Linked DNA regions of Columba livia: region 2 is linked to region 1. A link is a contact called in public Hi-C data. All regions are on one chromosome and are shown on one strand. The core of a region is the stretch at or near the end of the contact, and the rest is flanking DNA. Distances in the headings are between cores, read along the strand shown. Region 1 has its middle 12 kb from the start of HUNK. Region 2 has its middle 26 kb from the start of MIS18A.

Region 1 (4,002 bases), core at 1,183-3,682:
TTACGTAGAGCAGCTCCACTCATCTCGGCTCTGGCCCAGGCTTCCTCGGTTCTTGATAGCCGCAGAGTAACGACGCTGTGCTGTCAATAAACAGGTTCCCATAGGCTCATAATGTACTAGAAATGTAGTGTGTTAACTTGAGCAATGCTTCACCTATATGCAGTGTGTGGCAAGGAAAAACAATGAAGAAGTTCAGCCAGCCATCATTCTGACTGTTGCACACAAATTCCGTCGTGAAACAGCTACAAATACAAGTCTTGTTGTATATTTATTTTTAATTCAAATTTGAGAACCCTTAAACATTTAATCAGATTAAAAATCTCAAAATGAATACAGTCTTGTACTAAGCTATGAAAATTAATCTTGGTGCTTTGCAACCAAAAACATTAATTTTCCAAGTGTCTTTGTTTGTATATGGATAGATTTGCTGCATGACTATTGCAAATCGCATTTGGAAATCATAGTTAACTTGCTTCAGTCACGTCTCTATATGCAACTTCCCTAACTATTGAAACCACATCAAAAATTCAATGCTGGAAAACCCAATTATGAAGCGCACAATTTTTTACAGGTGAATACTCTGGCATACATTCAGGACCTGGCATAGTGACATTAGCTTAATAGTAAATGAATTACATTTTAAATTATGAAACTTGTTTTTGTGATTTTTCCTAAATCGGACTTGGTATCTGAAATCTCTAACAATTCACAATTAGCATAAAAATCTATATGGGACTATTCTTAACTCACAAAAAGAAAGGGGTGCACAGCCTTCTGCAAACATGAAAATAAGTGTGGGGCCAATTCCCAGTTTCTTTATTTATGAGATTCACATTTTAATAGGACAGCCCATGCAAGTGAAAAGGCAAAGATGTGGCTTTTGATCCTTGGTTCCAGAGCTCTGCAAACGCCAAAAGGCCAAAGCAGGTGCAGAGGATGAGCGGTGGAAGCAGAAACAACATGCGGAAGGATGTGATGCTGCTGCAGGGGAAGCAGGCGGCCACGCTGAGCGTAGGAGAATGGAGGGATGACTTGCAGGATCACATCCAATTTCAAGTGGAAACAGATGATTCTGCAGAGTCAGAGCTTTTCGCTTGGAACACAGTGTGATCCCTTTGTGATCTAGGCTACTTTCTAACAAGTTGTTGACATCTGATCCCACCAGACTTTGCATCTATGGCAAAAGCCACCATGAATTAATTAGTACTTGTTTCCCACCCTCCGTTTAGTCCACTGATACTTCAATCAACAGGTATTTCAGCTTGATGCCAGACTTGCAGTTTTTTTCCTTTGTGTGCCTAAAACAAGGACTAATTTAACGGACCTCAAAAAAAAAGGGGGGGGGGGGGGAAGAAATGCATTTGTTACCTTGAAATTCTTTCAGTGTTAATGAGGACTTTCTGTCACATGGGCCTCTCCTATTTTCTGATGCAGTGTTGATTTAATCCTGAGCATATATATGTCAGTCTGTTGTCATGGAGGTAGTTGTGATATACTTTCTTTGCAGGATCAAGAACAGATGGCCTGGGAGAGATCAATTTCTCACTCAAGCATGAAGAACCTTCATAGCACAGTTACCAAAATCTGAGGGATTTATTTATTTCAGTAAATTTATTTATTGTAAAACGCCTGTAAGGTAAAAAGATTTTGTTTAATTTCCCTGTAAAAGTCTGGACGCATGTATATTGTTTAAAAACCCAGATACATACCAGGCTGCCCACTGTTCATCTCGCACAGACTCCCATAGGACAAGTTAACCATGAGCCTCCCTGACAGACCCTCAGGCAAAAATTTGGGAAAACAGATGGGCCTTACATTGTGCCCTGAAGGTCAATGGACATTGGCTCTGCTAGGCCACTGGGAGAAGTAAATTCCTGAGCTGAGGACGTTTCACAAAGCAAGCAGAGCTTACACTCTCCAGATGTTCAAATTCAGGGTGTGTCAGCAAAAGCTCTCTGGCTGGTCTCAGCTGTCAAGATAGTGCTTAGAGCAGGAGAAGAGGAAATTCCTCAGGCAGCCTCAGTCCAAGCTACGCTGTTTCACTGCTCCAGACTGGTGGTCTTGGGATTCACAGCATCAGAATCGATGCAGGAGCCAATGCCTGGAAACAAACACGGTATGCAAGGACTCTGTATTTCAGAAGAAACCTCTCTCTCGATAGTGCAGCTCATACACGATTTTCTTGTGTAAGTATTTAATAAATTACCTGAAAGTTTCCTGCAGTATGAATTTTTTTTAATCTCTTTTGGTCAACCATACTGTTTTGGTTTTCCTTCCAAAAGCTTGGGGATGCACTGTGCAAAGCCTTCCTTCCAAAGCTCGTTGGCATCCCACTTGTGTTTTAGTCCACAGCCGAATCTCTCAACGTTGCACGGTTCCCTTTCTGCACAGCTACATATCGACCTCAAATCCCAGCTTCTGTCTCGGGCGTCTGAGACTGCCACGCTGTGGCCGCAAGCAGCAGCTCCTCCAGAAGCCACCACCAACTTCCTCATGGGGAACTTGGCCAAAACCAGCCTATCTGAATGATGCTCACTGCATATTCAATGATGCTCACTGCATATGATGCTCACATCTGATCCCCTTTTTTTGTTTTTCTCCAGGTTATTTTTGCTTGCTTGCTTATTTTTCAGTTTCATCAGTATTACTGATGATTTACACTATTTGCCCATATCTCCAACTCCCACACCCCCAAAAAAAAAAAAAAAAAAAGAAAAGGTTGGTGAAATAATCTTTTCCACAAAATTTTGTTGTCCTTTCTCTTACTGGTGCTTGCAGTACTGAGATGCGTCTCTTGCCCTGAGCTCCCACTTGGGCTGCTGCTTTGGTCATTCAGGCTCTGGCTCCAGTGATGGCAGGGGAGGATTTGCTTCAAGCACTTAGAGAGAGAGATTATAGGGGTTGGCCAGCATTAGCAGAAGGAAAGTTGCCCAAACTGCTGAAGCAGCTTGGCAGGCTACCAAGCTCGGCAGAAAACAGCTTCAGCAGTGGCCTGCCTGGCAGCCATCACTGTAGCTGCTTCAGCAAGACACGGTGCTCAGCAGCTGGTACTGCACAACACTCCCCTGCTGCAACAATGGCATCTGGATAAAGCACCTAAGGTGCCCTGGATCTCGCACCACCACCAGATGCATTTTTCATACCCCTCGACAACAGGCAGCCGGCTCCACCACCAGATGAGGGATGTCCAAACCATCTTCATAATCCTGGGCACCCCTGCTGAGGTCCTGAGCTCTTGAATCTCAAGTGTACTGAGACAAAAGCCCCGAACATCAAGTGTGCTGAGATAAGAATTTTGGAGAGGGTTTTGTATGGCTCCAGCCTTGTCTCCACATGAAGATCCTGAAGCTGCAGACTAAATCCAGCCTCCCAACACCACCGTGAAGGCTGGCATTTGCACTCCTGTCTGATTCTTTAGCCAGCTCACCTGCAGAGCCAGCAATAGGGAGGCCCTCATTCAGTAATGCTCATTCAAGCATCCAAAAAGTCATTACTCACAACTACAAAAATCATGAAGCCACCTTGAAAATAAGTTTTAGCTCTTTTCATCTTCCCCTTCTGGTTTCTGTTTCATTGTTGTTGTTTTTGTTTTGTTTTGTTTGTTTGTTTGTTTTTAACTTAGTGTTGTACAGGTCATTTAGTGTAGCCCTAAGCATATGTGATCTCTCAAACCTTTGTTTACACAGGTAAATCATGCCCAAATGAACACTCCTGTTTAACAAAATCAGACTAGTCCTAGTGAGGAAGTTTTACAAATTAGGCCTTAAATGTGTACAGAACAACCAAATCAATTTTGGGTGTAGAAACTGTTATTTACACATTTTCTGCACAGAGCTTCCAATCAACACATTCTTGTAAGTCCTTCAATGGAATACTGGAAGCCAGTTCCTGCTAGGTCCAAATAAAGCTTTTAGATTTTTTTATTAGTAGACTTTCTAGAGAAACTGAAAAAACAAAAGTAAATATAAAAAAAACCCACAAAACCATGCCCCCCCCAAACAA
Region 2 (3,737 bases), core at 603-3,102, 140 kb before region 1:
CCCATTTGGAGAAAATAACAAGAATAGCAAGTGTCACGTTAGGTTTCCCACACAGGCTATCCTGGAATAACTGCTTTGGGTAGGGAATCTTGCTGAATAGAAATGATTTTATTCCAGAATAGTGACTTTTTTCTGGAAACACACTAGTTCTTCTACAACAGTATCTGTCTGCCATTGCCATTTTTGTTAGTTTCCCCCAACAGCCAGGCCCAGCCTTTGCCCTGTGAGCCCTGTGCTAGCTGGGACTGAAGCTGCCCATCTGGGCTCAAGCATTTCTTTCACTTGGTGTGGACAAAGGCAAATTTTTGAACCATTCATTTTTGGGATTGCTTTCATAACGATGGAGGCTTTTGTTCTTTTTTTTTTTTGGTCCATGAATAGTCAGTAGTCTTTCCTGAGTTGATTTTAAAATTTTTTTCTAATGATTTCCAGACACTGATTGGAGATGCTACTTTCATTTTTGTGATTATTACCTATACAAACAGCTTTGATTCCACTCACATTTGCTGTCTGTGCAGTACTGCTTTTGCAGACTTTGAAACAAGAGCTGAGGCCCCTCTGTTCCCACAGTGAGATCCACAAAGCAAGGACCCCGTCTTAGCTCCCCCTCAGAGCCCCATGGAGTATCTCCAGCTTCCAAAAGAAAGACTTCAGCACATCAGGCATCCTCTCACCTATGTGGGGACCAGCAGATGAGTTATGGGCTTCCTTGTCAGCAGGTTCAGGTCTTTTTTTTCAGAACCAGTCAAACCAAGGCTTGAAATGGCACGTGAACCAAGATCTTCAGCCAAAATCTTTGCAGAGGAATATTCAACAATCAAATACAGTATCATTTCTGTGCCAATGAATGTGCCACATGTGAGTGGATGTAAATATGAGTCAGAAAAACTGTCCAAATAAATGTCATCATTAGCTTCTGCTAGGAATAGAGGCTTCTCTAAGCATTCAGGTGTAATGCCAAGTTCTTGGGAAATAATAATTCAATCAAACCAGTAAGTCAACAAAAAGCATACCACATACTTGGATTGCATATCTGGGTGTACGTTCATTAACTTTGTTACATATTTATACTAGCTGAGATTTTTTTTTTTTTCATGTGGAGCAAATAAATTTATAGGAAAATAATAAGTATGTTTCAGACAAGTTCACCAGAAGGTGATGGGTAAAGACCATTTGCAATCTTAGCTTAAAGTGAATCAGAAAAATATTATGAACAGAAGAGTCATTGAAAGCCTGCACATTTGACAAACCTCTCTGCAGCAGGATTTGTTTTGTTTTCAGTTCATGCCCAGCGGCTGAAAATCAAACACAAATGCCAAAGGTTCACCCAGTTCTTTGGTCTGCTGCTTTTTTTTCTTTTACTTTTTTTTTTTTTTAATTCCCGAACAGTAAAAAAAAAAAAGACAAAAAGAAAGGGAATAGTTTTCAGAAAATGCTCTGTGAGCATACACAACACTTTTCAGTCATATATTTTTTCTTCAGACATCTGAAGCTTTTCTCCCTCATAGGATGTCATTAGCATATAATTAAGGTGCCAGATCTGTGACATTTTCCTGTATGCTTAATGGGGTGAGTTCTTGAGGTTTCTTGGGAGTTTTTTTTTCCCCAAACAGAGGTCAAACAGTTAACTAGTCATTCCTTTCCTCCTTCTATTTATATGCCATGCAAGGAGCAGGATGTAGTAACATTCTCTTGTGGTTGACCATAAGGAAAATATTCCATTTCTCTTTGGAGGAAATCCTCAACAGGCCCCCACAGCAGTACTTCATTTCTGGCTTTTTGGGGGAAACCTCTCTGTGTGTCCTCCATACCAGGCACAGCAGCAGAGGAAACCACTGTCTGCTGGCAAAAGCCTTCCTTCCCTTCTCTCCTACCGCATACCTCTGCTTTCTGTCACACTGTATCATAATTCATCCTAGAACCATAGAATCACAGAACAGTCTGTGTTGGAAGGGACCTTCAAAGGTCATCTAGTCCAACCCCCTGCAGTGAGCAGGGACATCTGCAAATAGATCAGGTTGCTCAGAGCCCCATCCGGCTTGGCCTGGAATGTCTCCAGGGATGGGGCATCTACCACCTCTCTGGGCAACCTGGGCCAGTGTTTCACCTCATTATAAAAAATTTCTTCCTCATGTCTAGCCTGAATCTCCCCTCTTTTAGTTTAAAACTGTTATCCCTTGTTCTATCGCAATAGGCCTTTCTAAAAAGTCTGTCCCTATCTTTATTATAGTCCCCTTTTAAGTACTGAAAGGCCACAATAAGGTTTCCCTGGAGCCTTCTCCAGGCTGAACAACCCCAACTCTCCCCAAAGCAAATGCTGTACCTTCTCCTGAAATCCGTGACCTCACCCTGCGGACCACAGTGGTGTGTGACCCCTGTCCAGGAATCTAAGCCAAGAGCTAATAAACAGGAATGATACAGACTTTGCAATGGCACCTGAAATTTTTCACATGTTTCTCTTAGAGACCTGGCAGGACTGTGTCAATGCCCTGACCCTTCTCTAAGTACCTCTATGCCCAGGGCATGTAAACAAAAGAGACCTGGAAGGCCTCCATAGAGGCTGCTCATTCACAGAGTGCCTGTGGGGAGCAGGGGATGCTGTGGAGCAATCCAGCTGTAAAAGCAATTATGGCTGCTTTCCCCAGCAAAGGAGCTCAGGGGTTGAGCCCCAGCCCCTCTTCAGCTGCAGACAAAAAGAAGAGAAAATAAACTCTTTGAGTCTCAAGTACCTTTTCACCACGTGGAGAGGAAACATCCCATGGATTTTGTTTTTCCTTTCAAGCAGTCAGCATCCCATCCTTTTGAAATCTTTGTGTTGGGGTGCTGGTCTCCACCTCCACTCAGCACTGCACAGGGGGCTTTTTTCCTGGGAAGAACCAGGGGGAGAAAGAATAGAAAATATTACTGATTTTTAAAGAGACACAACTTTCCCCGGGAACAGGTGAATGTGTCTTGAGATCACAGACTCCAGGCTGCCCAGCAATTGAAGCTCTTCTGCTCTTCCCCTTCCAAGATGCTCTTTGAGGTCTGTGTCCATCCTTTCCTATTAGCTAAAGTCCGTGGCATTGCAAGACAGGTGACGTTCTTCTGGCTTGGAATCTCGGGTGGCAGCAAGGACACAGGACAGAGGCATCTGTGTATAAAAACGGAGCAATTTGCTGTTGTAGAATCTTTAATGAATTTCGTGTGAACAGCACTGCCCACAGGTACCTTGACCCTGTTTTCGGGTAGACGTTTCCGAATTGGAGAGAAAGTCTCAATCTTGTTGCTGGGCACTTAAATGTCAGCAGATCAACTTAATTAATGGTCTCACCCCTTCAAGTCAAATTCTGCCCTATGTAGCTTAGGACGTGTCTCTGACAAACCTGTCTGCTTCAGCCTCTGAAGTCCTTCCCACACAGGCTCTGTGCTTTAGCCTTGGTCCTTATGGAGTAAGAGAAAACCTCCTGGCTCCCAGTGGGGGAACAGAAGGGGAGTAATGAAACCTGAAAATGATAGACCCCTCTGAAAATCATGCTGTTATTTAGAGGCACAAACAAAGGCTTATAAAATTCATGTTGTACACCTAAGTTTCATAACATTGGCTTCTTCATACGTAAATCATGCCAAATCCTGTATGACATAAGAAGGATTTTCAGTGGCAACACAGCTGCTGGGAGAGACTTAATCACTCCATACAGCTTCTTGTGGGTAACACGATGATGACATTTCCAGCAGGGAAGGAACTGGCTTACTAT

Evidence for each region. A called contact is a pair of places that touch in the nucleus more often than the background predicts.
Region 2: a contact with region 1 is called in a Hi-C map of crop, with 5 times the contacts expected there. The contact joins two enhancer-like sites. A contact is called at or near these places in 2 of 2 Hi-C or Micro-C datasets (crop and liver).

Annotation. Positions count from the first base shown.
Region 1 is chr1:91,171,566-91,175,567 of bColLiv1.pat.W.v2, reverse strand. No RefSeq gene overlaps it. Among named protein-coding and RNA genes, the nearest start is that of HUNK, 12 kb to the left of the region's middle. Within about 2 kb of position 2,432, at least 2 of the 3 cell types and tissues checked have an H3K27ac peak away from gene starts, as active enhancers do.
Region 2 is chr1:91,313,601-91,317,337 of bColLiv1.pat.W.v2, reverse strand. No RefSeq gene overlaps it. Among named protein-coding and RNA genes, the nearest start is that of MIS18A, 26 kb to the left of the region's middle. Within about 2 kb of position 1,852, at least 1 of the 3 cell types and tissues checked has an H3K27ac peak away from gene starts, as active enhancers do.